Linked DNA regions of Mus musculus: regions 1, 2 and 4 are each linked to region 3. A link is a contact called in public HiChIP or PLAC-seq data. All regions are on one chromosome and are shown on one strand. Each heading gives the region's core, a stretch centred on a gene start, on an enhancer-like site or on the middle of the called end of the contact. The rest is flanking DNA. Distances are from core to core; before and after follow the strand shown.

What was found. HiChIP or PLAC-seq counts read pairs in DNA pulled down with a chosen protein or histone mark.
Region 1: a contact with region 3 is called in an H3K4me3 HiChIP or PLAC-seq map of embryonic limb bud, with 4 times the contacts expected there. The contact joins two enhancer-like sites. A contact is called at or near these places in 2 of 15 datasets of contacts at CTCF or cohesin (pro-B cells and stem cell-derived epiblast-like cells), 66 of 484 Hi-C or Micro-C datasets (the AML12 cell line, the C2C12 cell line, the HL-1 cell line and 40 more), 24 of 115 datasets of contacts at active chromatin or transcription factors (the 230-238 cell line, CD8 T cells, astrocytes and 17 more) and 1 of 9 other capture datasets (embryonic stem cells).
Region 2: a contact with region 3 is called in an H3K4me3 HiChIP or PLAC-seq map of embryonic basal ganglia, with 4 times the contacts expected there. The contact joins two enhancer-like sites. A contact is called at or near these places in 3 of 484 Hi-C or Micro-C datasets (bone marrow-derived macrophages, epidermal suprabasal cells and uterus) and 9 of 115 datasets of contacts at active chromatin or transcription factors (bone marrow-derived macrophages, craniofacial prominence, embryonic basal ganglia and 6 more).
Region 4: an H3K4me3 HiChIP or PLAC-seq map of embryonic basal ganglia shows a contact between it and region 3, with 3 times the contacts expected there. The contact joins two enhancer-like sites. A contact is called at or near these places in 2 of 484 Hi-C or Micro-C datasets (bone marrow-derived macrophages and embryonic stem cells), 6 of 115 datasets of contacts at active chromatin or transcription factors (embryonic basal ganglia, embryonic forebrain, embryonic hindbrain and 3 more) and 1 of 9 other capture datasets (embryonic stem cells).

Annotation. Positions count from the first base shown.
Region 1 is chr4:32,168,719-32,171,482 of GRCm38.p6, reverse strand. All of the region lies in intron 1 of Gm42266 (a long non-coding RNA gene), which reads left to right. Among named protein-coding and RNA genes, the nearest start is that of Gm52717, 9.2 kb to the right of the region's middle. Within about 2 kb of position 1,277, at least 69 of the 459 cell types and tissues checked have an H3K27ac peak or open chromatin away from gene starts, as enhancers often do. A contact at or near this core is called in bone marrow-derived macrophages, embryonic fibroblasts and embryonic limb bud, where this site is marked.
Region 2 is chr4:32,209,444-32,212,275 of GRCm38.p6, reverse strand. No RefSeq gene overlaps it. Among named protein-coding and RNA genes, the nearest start is that of n-TGccc3, 19 kb to the left of the region's middle. Within about 2 kb of position 1,280, at least 8 of the 459 cell types and tissues checked have an H3K27ac peak or open chromatin away from gene starts, as enhancers often do. A contact at or near this core is called in embryonic basal ganglia, where this site is marked.
Region 3 is chr4:32,529,786-32,532,485 of GRCm38.p6, reverse strand. All of the region lies in intron 2 of Bach2 (BTB and CNC homology, basic leucine zipper transcription factor 2), which reads right to left. Among named protein-coding and RNA genes, the nearest start is that of Bach2os, 41 kb to the left of the region's middle. RefSeq lists an enhancer at 1-2,090. Within about 2 kb of position 1,260, at least 128 of the 459 cell types and tissues checked have an H3K27ac peak or open chromatin away from gene starts, as enhancers often do. A contact at or near this core is called in bone marrow-derived macrophages, embryonic basal ganglia, embryonic fibroblasts and 1 more, where this site is marked.
Region 4 is chr4:32,105,784-32,108,483 of GRCm38.p6, reverse strand. No RefSeq gene overlaps it. Among named protein-coding and RNA genes, the nearest start is that of Gm52717, 54 kb to the left of the region's middle. Within about 2 kb of position 1,408, at least 35 of the 459 cell types and tissues checked have an H3K27ac peak or open chromatin away from gene starts, as enhancers often do. A contact at or near this core is called in embryonic basal ganglia, where this site is marked.

The sequences.
Region 1 (2,764 bases), core at 28-2,527, 360 kb after region 3:
AATGGTTTTAAAACCCACAACACAGAACCCAAAGCACTTACTTAGTTCACCCTGACCATGGTAGTCTCTCTCTGGAGTATACTGTCCTTTCCTTAGCTATCTGTCTGGGCTGACTTCTTCATTCAATAACATAAGAAGCAAAAACCTTTGCTCGGTAACAACAGACCGACCCTTTTCCTGCTCCTTTTCCATTTCTTCCAACTTGTGCTTACGATGTATTATTAAGAATATCACCCAAAGCTTAGAGACAAGGCGAGATGTCTACAGGCCACTCAAGATTGCTCTCAAGTATTAGTTAGCAAGCTAACCTGAGATTCAGCTGAAGACCAGAGGAAGGAAACACCGACTTCCTAAATTTACTACCAAGGAAGCTGAGGTGCCGAGAGGTTAACACTCAAGTCGTGAACAGTGAGCAGTGGAGTTGACTTTAGAGGCCAGAGCCAAGTGCTTGCCGACCACTTTCCTGCACTCCTTCCCACTGACAGCGACCTTCATCACTGAACTTACCCATCAGCCAAGTGAGGAAGTTGGAAGGAATACCGTTACCCACTGCTAGCTGTAGCGCCTGCAGATAACGTTTTCTGTTAAAGGGAAGGGCAACTGTGTGACATCTCAGGGCGCACAGAAACCAATCCCAGGGGCCGCCCCAGTTCAATGAGGCTCATCCAGAATGCAGTGGCAGCTGACCTCAGGGAGAGTTTTGCTCTCACTGGAGACCTTGGTCTGCAAGACCTCAGGTGGACACTGCTTAATCCGTGGCTAGGTCTCCTGGGTTAACAAATGCTGTTTTCGGGAGATAATGGCTGAGTATTCTATTGACTTGCCTGTGCTCTTTCTCTTTGATAAGGGAGGAGGGCAAGTTCTGGGAGAGGTGTGGCTGAGGGGGTGGGGGAGGGGGAGGGGCCGGTCCATACACTGTAGCATTTGCGACAGGAGGGCTTAGCACTTCCTCCTGCAGCAACTTGACCTTCTGCAGCCCAGACAATGCTTGCTCGCTCCTTTAGATTTTTCTTTTTTTTTTTTTCTTGCTCATTTACCACAGCTGTTTGTTGTTTTCTTAAATGCTAAGCTTTTTATAGCTCTTCAGTTACTTATAAAAAGTATCAGTTATTCAGGCCATATGAGCACCATCTCAGTGCTGGTCTAATGAGCAGCCAGAACACTGAAGGCCTATTTCTGTCACTTCTATTTTTTCACGGCCTCCTGCCCCCTCTCCTGACTCTCACGACTTCCCTCTTTGGACTCGTGTGACTTCAGGATTTGGAATTCACTAAAGTGTTGGTCTTTGCTGTTTAGGAATAACTCGTCAGTGACTCACCTCTTAGTCTGTTTTTGGCTCTCCACTGTTAAATGGGGAATGGGGACCTCACCCTGCAAGCCACAGCTGCTTTCAGAGCTGTTGAGGGTCTCACACCTGCACGAGTGCACCTGTGTGCTCTAATGGTTGTCAAATTCCCACTAAGGATCTCACTAAACAAGTGATAACTTTCCAGTCCGCATCCTCTATGGAGAAGAGTGAGGGCTGGCCGCACGGCGAATCCTGGTAGGATCAGAGGAAGAAGCCTGGGAAAGGGTACAATCAAGAAAGGGGGGTTGTATATTTGAGGGAACTAGGCGATCTCTCTGGCTCTTGGGCGGGGTTTTTTTTCTTTTTTCTTTCTTTTTTTTTTTTTTTTTACAGTGATATCTGTGTGTTGTGCACACATTCTGTAACTGCTTCTTGTGATGAACATACATCTTTGGGGAAAATATTATGCACTTACTGGAAGATGACATCATTGTGAACAACATGGAGAGGACCCCTAGAAAAGCCAGAGTGTCCTGTAGGGACTCTGCCTAGCAACACCTGACCCACTATCTGGACTGAACATGATTAAGTCAGGGGTTTATTTTCAGGAAAAAAATATCCTCAGACTTGTTTTCTTGGTCCTGAAGGAGTTGAAGTGTCCCTTTAGAAAAGAGGACAAGTTACCTACTGTATATGTGGGATGCTATTGTAGAAATGAGTCCTCACTAACATGTTTTGAGATAGAAATCAGACCTTATTACAATTATTAGCACTGTCTCTGTCTGTCTGTCTGTCTGTCTGTCTCCGTGTGTGTGTGTGTGTGCAGCATTCTGCTGTTGTTATGTACGTATTTAGTTTTCCAATGCTCAGCATTAAGTTAGTTTGCAGTTATGTGTCTACAGAATGATGCCTAATATCTACTGAGCACACTCTACAGATCCCATTCATCTTTAACTCCACAAGCTCTGTGGTGGTGGTGGTGGTTGCTATCGTTTTAATTTTACGTGTGATGATGTTGAGACCCACAACGTTCCTACATGTAACAGAGGCAGGGTGTGAGTTCAGATTGACTGAGTCCAGCCAGCACTTAATTTTTTCACACTGTATTTCAAACACTGTCATATAGTTGCCTTGCCTGCTCTTTGAGACCTGGAACAAGGGAGCACCTGGAAGACATGGGCATCACGTTGAAACACCCACCACGGGGTGATAGTTCTGTGAATAAACGTGTAACAACACAAATAAAGTAAGAACTTGCTGAGACAGCATGTACGCTCAGGGGTAGCTAGGGTTTGTTGTTCTTTAAGCAGAGCATATCACATCTGGTTCTGGCAGCAGTTTTGAGATGCTTTACAGACATGTGTTCTGAGGTCTGCCTTCTGTGTGTGCATCACCTGAGCGAGAGGCCAGACCTGTCGGGGCTTCTCAAGGCCTTCAGTTCCACTTCATTCAGAAAGTCATGTTACTGACTTCAAA
Region 2 (2,832 bases), core at 31-2,530, 320 kb after region 3:
GCATAAGTAATTCATTACACCCTTCACAGTACATTTCCTGGGCCCAGAAGCTCATGGCTGCCACTATTTCATCGCCTAATCAGGCTGTCTAATGGAGAGAGTCTGGGACCAGGAGTGCCAGTCTCTCAGCCCACACTGATCCAACAACTCAAGGTAAGTGCTGCTCTGGAGTGGGACATGTGCGCACGCAAGAGCAGGTAGATAGCGCCTTGCACATCCAACCTCGAAGAAGGCACCTGGACAGCTACTTTAAAGCTGTAAATGGCTTTGAAGTCTGGGACTACACTGGCATGGTAACTGTCATTCCGGGATTTATCTGTCTTTGGAAACAGCACCTAGGAAAGGTCGTTTCAACATGGCAATGGTCCATTGCTGAGCGTCTGGACATGGGGTCTTCATGAACAGCACCAGCTCAAAAAAAAAAATTCCATGCTGGCTATTTCTGCTTGCAAAGTGTGGATTTACTGAAAGGCAGAGGCGCTGATCTTTGGATTTTATGTCCTTTTCAGAAGAAACATCCCACTGACACTTGGGAGTCAGGAGTGGGGGGGTGGGGGCTTCCAAGGAGTAGACCTAACTTCAGTGAGGCCCAGGGCCTTGTGCAAATGGAGTCTCTCATAGCTTATGTTTAAATATTTAGATGGTATAGATCAAGCTAACAGACTGTTAAATAAAATATGTCCTAGCCTCTTACCTTGACAAATGTATCTTCATGATAACCTCGAAGGCTGGGTTTGAAGTTTGGTTTCCCTCTGAAGATTCCCCAAGTTTAAGCCATGTTTACTTCCCTGGCAATTTGATAGAGGCCAGTGATGGTATCCAGACTGGAATCTGGGCACGCTTTTCGAGGCGTGCTTCAAACTCGGAACTTAGGCTCGGATAGTGGAAGCCTTTAAAACAGCCTTGGCAGGCTTTGATTCCCCAGCAATCCACATTTTAGCCTGGTATCAAGTCTTCAGGGAAAATGATACTGTCTGAGAAGCAAAATGTGCAGATTTTGTACACACATTTTATTTTTTGCTTAACACATAAACCATTACTTGGGGTTCAAAGGATTCCTATTGGTCAATCAGACACAGAACAAAACAATGTCTATGTGACTGTGTGTACCTTAGGCAGTCTGTTTTATAGCTGTTTTTTTTTTTTAATTTTTGCTTGGGTATAGGATTCTTGCTCATCGAGACTCCACTCTCTTTGTTAAAATGTAGAATGCATATTGGGCAAATGCTGCAGGGCAATTTGCATAAAAAGTGATGACAAAGAGCAATTAGTACTTGGTTATTATGCAGTGAAATGCTGCTCTGTTCAGAAGTGGCTCCAGCCCCCCTCCTATAAACCTGGTACAGCATTGTTCTAAAAATAGTCCTAAAGAAACCTCTGCTTATAAATCAGCATCTTTGACTTTCCACTAGCAATCTGGGGTGGGGGGAATCAAAGCACTAAATAAAGTTATTACCCCAGCTCTTTATACCAGGGAACCAGCCCGAGAACGCTGTTAGATAAGGCGGTCAGAAGATTTTTTAGCGTCTCCTTAAGTTAGAGCCATATCTTATTTGATCCTTTGTGATCAGCTTTGAAAGTACGCTGATGCTAACATTCCTTCCTCCTAACACACATGCTCACACACACTCAGAAACGGGTCGTGGCCACACACACAGCTACACCACACACAAGAGTCCCGAGGTAGCTCTACTGAGGAAGGCTTGATTTGTGAGTACAGACTTCATTACCATGAAAACCCTTTAGGGTAAAAATGAGCTGCATCCAGGAAGCCAAGAAGGGAAGCAAGCTGGAAATGTTTGCCCCATCACCTGTGTTATCAGGCTTGTCCTTGCCAGGGAATGAATGGTCTTTTTATTTTTTCTCTTGTGGAACCAACATATCATATAAAACTTAAGCTTCAAGTGTGTCCGCTGTGTGTGTGTGTGTGTACCTTAGGCAGTCTATTTTATAGCTGATGGGGTTTTTTGCTTGCTTTTTATTTTGTTTATTATTTTTGATAACTGAGTCATGAGATATTCATAGGATGAGAAGGAAAACACAGGAAACTACCATTCTTTGGAGATAACCAAACCTTTGGGGGAAGAAAAAAAAAAGAGTGCAGAGATGGCTAGATTACAACTTTTTTCTTTGACTATCAAAAACAAGCTTGGTGGAAAAGATAAGGGCAGGGTGGTGGTGGAGGCTTGGGCGAACACTACCTTATTCTTGATCCCCAACCCCATTTGATCCTCTGTGGGGATCCTCCACAGCAGGGTTTCACAGTGGCTGACCCAAACTAGTTTGGCCAGCATTCTGATGGATCTACTGTTGAGAGGTTGGGTTGGTCCAAGGGGGTTGGGTTTACTGCAGTCTCAGCTTAGAAGCTTACGGCCACATCCACATCCCGAGGACAACGCAGTAAAAGCAGACCTTGCACAGTGCTTTCTCAGCAAAAGCAGCAGGATAGCTCAGCATCCTTCACTGGGCCCAAGTCAGATGTGTTGTGTCTCATTTTTGTTCTCTGCGAGAAGACTAAAGTTGCATAGCCTGTAGCGCCCTTTCAGCAATGTGTTCTCTAACTTGGGGTTTAGTGTATGGTTGCTTTGCACACTGCCACAAATCCATTATTCATACACTTTTCTATTAATTTTTAATGCCTCTAAGTTCCTACTTGATGTACAATGCCATCAGCCGGATATCTTTATAAAAGATGTCTTCGTGACTCAAAGTATCCATCCCTAGTATTCTTCCTTACCAACCCGTTGATGAGATCTTATGATGTCTAAATCATGAGCAAGCCCTTTGCTCTGCAGCGTCCTGCGATTTAGATGGCTTTCTGACTTGCCTCTC
Region 3 (2,700 bases), core at 11-2,510:
CATTGCAAACGAAGAATTCTTGTGAAAAATATCTTACTAGCATTTTTCAAGCGTATGAATTTACAAACATGTGTAGAAGAACAGCTGTTACTCTGAACCTAAATTCTGCCGTTACATTTGTATCACAGATGTGCTGTGCTCACAGACGAGTCTGAGCACTCCGATTGGCTGGATTGGCTTGATAAGTGCCCATTTCAATCACTAATGATGCTGACTCCGGTCCAGTGACTGACCTCGGCAAAACCCCCATCTCTTCATCTTCCCTTCTTATGAAAGTGCTGCGGCTCTGTCATGCAGTTTCTTTGCCTTTTCCTCATCAGAGAACAAGTCCTAGAGATAGTGTGAGGGTCCCAGGAAGAAGAATAGAGGCACATGGTAAAGCACTGTAGCATGTAAAAATGCTGTCTTACAAACAGGCTTATTTAATTTAAACCACAGAGCTGCCAGGCTCCCATTTCTTCCAGTGGAGCCTGTCTTTTCTTTTTTTTTTCTTTCACTACGCAGATCATTAGAATTTTACTCCTTGTTTCTCAACTCTCAGGGTATGCACAGTTATACCTTCTGAGTAGATGCACTATGTTCACCAGTATCGGAGCCACTAGCACCCGAGCCTGTCTTTTCTTGAGTTCATTATATATTGAGGTTACATTACGATTTACGTTTGGCTAAGTCACTGGTGAGATACAAGGCAGTTAAAAATATCACACAGCAGTGTCGGTAAATAGAGCAAAGTCACCGCGGCATTTGAAGAGGCAAAAAAAAGTCATCTCACTAAATGAGGATCCGAGCTGTCCTGCACCAAGGCTGTTACTAATAAATAAAAGGCCTCTGGGAAAAGTGCTGAGCAGACGCTGGCTCTATTTTCAGCTTGCGTCAGCAGCTGCCGCCCCTGGGATCACATCTCTACGCGCTCCACACCATATGTAATCACTGCGGCGCTGCAGCCAGGAAGACAATGAAAGAGCGTGGCATAAATCTATACTGAGTAGAATGCTAAATGAGAGAAATAGTACAGAAAGAGGGGGAATAAACCACATTTTCAAGTCATTAGGAAGAAAGACTTTGACATATGAAGTGCTGCAACCATTAATAGCACTTATCATATAGAGTGGAGACAAAGAGACAAATTAATCAAACTGACAGAATTGGGACGTTTTATGCTAATGCGGGCTCCTGGGTTTCAGTCTGTAGCCCCCGCCTGTGTCAGGAAAACTGATACCATTACAGGGCAGGAAACTGTACCAGCGGCATGCAACAGATCATAAAAATTCACCAGCAACTGCGGCAGCACTGCCAAGAGCTCTGTAGCAACGCTGATGGAGACCTCAACAGAGAAACCAGCAGCAAGCGATGAATGCAGATAAGCTGAAGAACATCTCCCATTCATGCATTGCAATTAAACACAGGCTTCTTGCTCATAATTATAGCGGGGAAACTGAAGTCTGTATCGCACCAGTGAAGGCTGCCCAGGCTGCGTTCAAGGCTACCCGCCCTCCACCAGAGCAAGCTCCACTATGACCTAAATTAACTGGCCCGGATTGCGGATGGCTTTAAAAACACGTAATGTAAACACAAAAGTATTAACATAAGACTTTAAAGGGAGGAGGGAAGGGGATAAATAGGTAGTTCAAATAAAATAGGTGAGCAGACTTTTCTCTGTATGCTTGTGTGGGTGGCACAGGGAAAAAGAACCAGTGACTGAATACATTTTTATAAAATACATGCTGTTCCTGACTTAGAAACAACTCCCAGCGTGAGAATAAGCTTGCTTCAAAGTGAATAGCAGGCGAGTGCCCAGGAAAGCTCCTGGGAGCCACTACCCTTTGTTCTCCAATTGTGAACTCCTGGGCGGTTGGTGGGGGTTCCACTAGCTCATTTATACCAATCTACAGAGATAAAGCACCGCTGCCCGGATACCCCATCTCTCCCCAGGGGGAGCTTGTGTGTCCCTGATACACAGACAGGCTATTTAGCTAGAATGCCAAAGATATCTCTCCATACAAAATAAGTATGTCCATAGTGTCAGGGGAGGCTGCAAAAGCGTATCAGAGCGCACACCGACGATGCCAGGTTTGTTGGCATTCTGGGTCTCTAGTCTTGGTGATCTGGTTTTGTTTCTTGTTTTTGTTTTTTTCCCTCTCATTCTCATTTAATGTACACAATACCTTTTCCTTTCTCCAGACTACTGCTATCATGTCTATGAACTTGACAATTTAATCAAATGGCTAACCTGTTACTTATTTTAGGTAATAGATTTGCTGACTAAAAAACACTGCAGCCACCAACAGAGAAATCAGGAATGGTGACTGAATAGTCTAAATGGGAAGACAGGGCAAACCCAGATTGTTCAATTGTAAGCCAATGCCATAGCTGCTGGGCCAACAAAACAGAGAGGGCGCTGCAGGGTAGTGGAGGGGCGCTTGACCCCAAACGGCCTCTTCTCCCATGCTGAAGCTGTTCCTATACTTTGATGTCTCCTTCGTTCACGGGCAGCATCCTTCTACTTCTCCTTTGTACTGTCGTGGCCTTTCACTTTACACAGGCTGAGACCTGGGCGCTTATTTTGAAAACCAAGCATTATTCATAAACTGCCTCCAAAGGGGGAAAAAAAAACCCAACCACAGTCTGTGTTCAGAAAGCCAACTTTAGACTTCCAGAATGAAACTTATCCAAACTGTCCATTCTGCCAGTCACGCCTTA
Region 4 (2,700 bases), core at 159-2,658, 420 kb after region 3:
TTAGAGTCTCTTATACAAAATTGTATCAACTTCCTTTCATATTTGTATTCCCTTCATCCCTTCCAGTTGTTGCCATAGCTAAGACATCAAACTATATGGAATAGGTAAGGACTGTGGACTACCTTGGCTTATTCCTGAGTTTAGTAAAAATGCTTCAAGGTTTTCTCCAGTTACATTATTTTGGCTTGTTGTAAATTGTCTTTATTATATCATGATGGCTTGAGATTCTCTAGGGCTTTTATCATGAAAGGATGTTAGGTTTTGTCAAAGGCCTTATTTGCACCTAATGATTATGTAGTTTCTGACCTCAAGTCCGTTTACACGGTAGATTACATTTCTGATTAATAAATATAATGGTTCAATTGTGTTGATGCATGCCTTACACTCTGGCACGGAGCCAATTTGATCAGAGGAGGTAAGGCACAGATCTTTTTATGTTCTTGAATTCAGTTTGCAAGTATTTTGTTGGGAATTTTTGTGTCTATGTTCATCACAGTTATAAACCAATAGTTTTCTTTTTGTTGGGTCTTTGTAGCACTTGGTATCAGGATAATATTGGTGTTGTAAGAAAGAATTTAGAAACGTTTCCTCTTCTTCTATTTTACAAAATATTTCTAAGAGTATTGGTGTTAGCTCTTCTCTGGAGGCCTGGTAGGACGCTGTGCTGTATACCTCTGATCCCAGGCTATTTTTAGTTGGGAAATTTTCAATTACTGTTTCTATCTCATTTGTCTGTATGGCTCCATTTAAATTACTAACCTCATCTTGAAACCAATCTGTTTCTTTGAAATTTTCTGGTTTAGCAGGATATAGACCTTCGCAGTATGCCCTCAGGATTCTCTGAGTTTCTTCAGTATCTGTTGTAATGTTTTCTTTTTTGTCTCTGATTTTAATAATTTGGTTCCCCTCTTTCTTTCATTTGCTTACTTTGGTCTAAAGCTTGCTTATCTTGTCAATCCTCTCAAAGAAGCAGCTCTTCCTTCCATTGATTCTTTGTATTAGTTTTCACTTCTAGTTAATTAATTTCAGTCCTCACTTTTATTATCTCTCCTCATGCACTCTTTTCTGGTGTTATTTGGTTTTGTTTTTCCAGGGCTTTCAGGTGCAATATAAAGCTATTAATATGAGATCTTCCAGGTTTTTAATGTAGGCATAAAGTGCTATAAACTTAACTCTCAGGACTGCCTTTCCTGTGTCTCCAGAACTGGTTTCTGTATAATCTCCAGGATTTTTTATAAGAAATCATGTTGTTTTGTTTTGTGTTAAGGTACTATGGTTTGAATGTAGCTACTTAAGCCTGTGGGGCTGTTCCCTCTTAGAGAAGCGAGCTATTTTAAACCCACGCACCCACTTGGGAATTGGTGCTTTTAGGAAGCTATCATCTCCTCTCACAGAAGTGCTGCTGAGAGGGAATGTGGGAGAAGCCAGCCCTCCGCAGGGTGAGAGCTGGGCTGAATGGATGACAGAGTGGCTGCTTTGCTGTCAGGTTTGCCGGATACCTCCCCTCCTGCCTTTAAGAAGCATGCTCTCTTTCCCCCACTTTGTGAGTCTGCCAGACTGATTAATAAAACAAGATAATTCTGGATACAAGTCTGTGCAAAACAGCAGAGTATAAAGGAGCTAATGAGAGGCCCTTGGATGGACGTCATTGTCTTTCACAAAGCATCTTTTGGTCCCATTGTTTTCAGCTAAGACTTCCTGCAAAACAACAGGCTTGGCTGCTGCAGTATGGGCTGCCTGACTCTGGGAGGGCTGACAGTTATCACACCTTCTCCTGCAGGGCTGGGCTGGCCTTCAATCATTCCTTCCCCTCAGTTTCTGTGCAGTAAGTGTGACGATTGGAACTATTACCTGACTCTCCTACTGTGAAATCCAGTAGCAATCAGAGGGATTAAAACTACACTGTGATCAACTGCAGAGACTCCTGCCTCTAATGAGTTTGGACTGAATATGGTGAGTCCAGGTCACAGAATCCATTCAAATTGGGTGGCTCCATAAAACCTGGAGGCTCTTCTGAGGATACTACAACATAGGTGAAACAAAACAAGAGCCAACTCTAAATACAGTTGGAACACAAAAGCTAATTAATCACATTTCTGCCGCACGAAAATATCAAACTACATTTTGGAAGATATTTTCATCCTGTTACTGATTTGCATGCATCACATACATTCTTCTATTTAAAGCTCTGCTGATATGGACATGGAGGAATAGAACTGCAAAAGATGGACCATTTGTCTTCGTTAATGTAGCTGTCAATATATGGAGGGCCTGGATTATGGTGGTTGCAAGTCACTGCTTCCCATAGTCTTCATTATATTCTTGGAAATTCCACGTTAGTAAAAACAAGGTGATGATATTCTAATACATATGTGTGTGTGTTGTATGTGCACATGTTTATGCAGGTATACACATACTTGTATGGATGACATAAGAGATTGAGAAGGAAGGCAGATAGAACTCCAAATAGCTGTTCTTAGCATCCTCGAACTTCAACTGTTTAATTCATACATAACATGTAAGTCAGAATCTGCCAGTAGGTGAGTGCTCAAAACCTCTTATCTCTCTTTAATGCTTAGTATTGCTTGCCAACCTGGTGGGATGTAGGATCACCATGGAAACAAACCTCTGGGCATGTCTGTGATGGAGTTTCTAGACTGAGTTAAATAAAGCAAGAAGACCCACACACACTAAATGTAG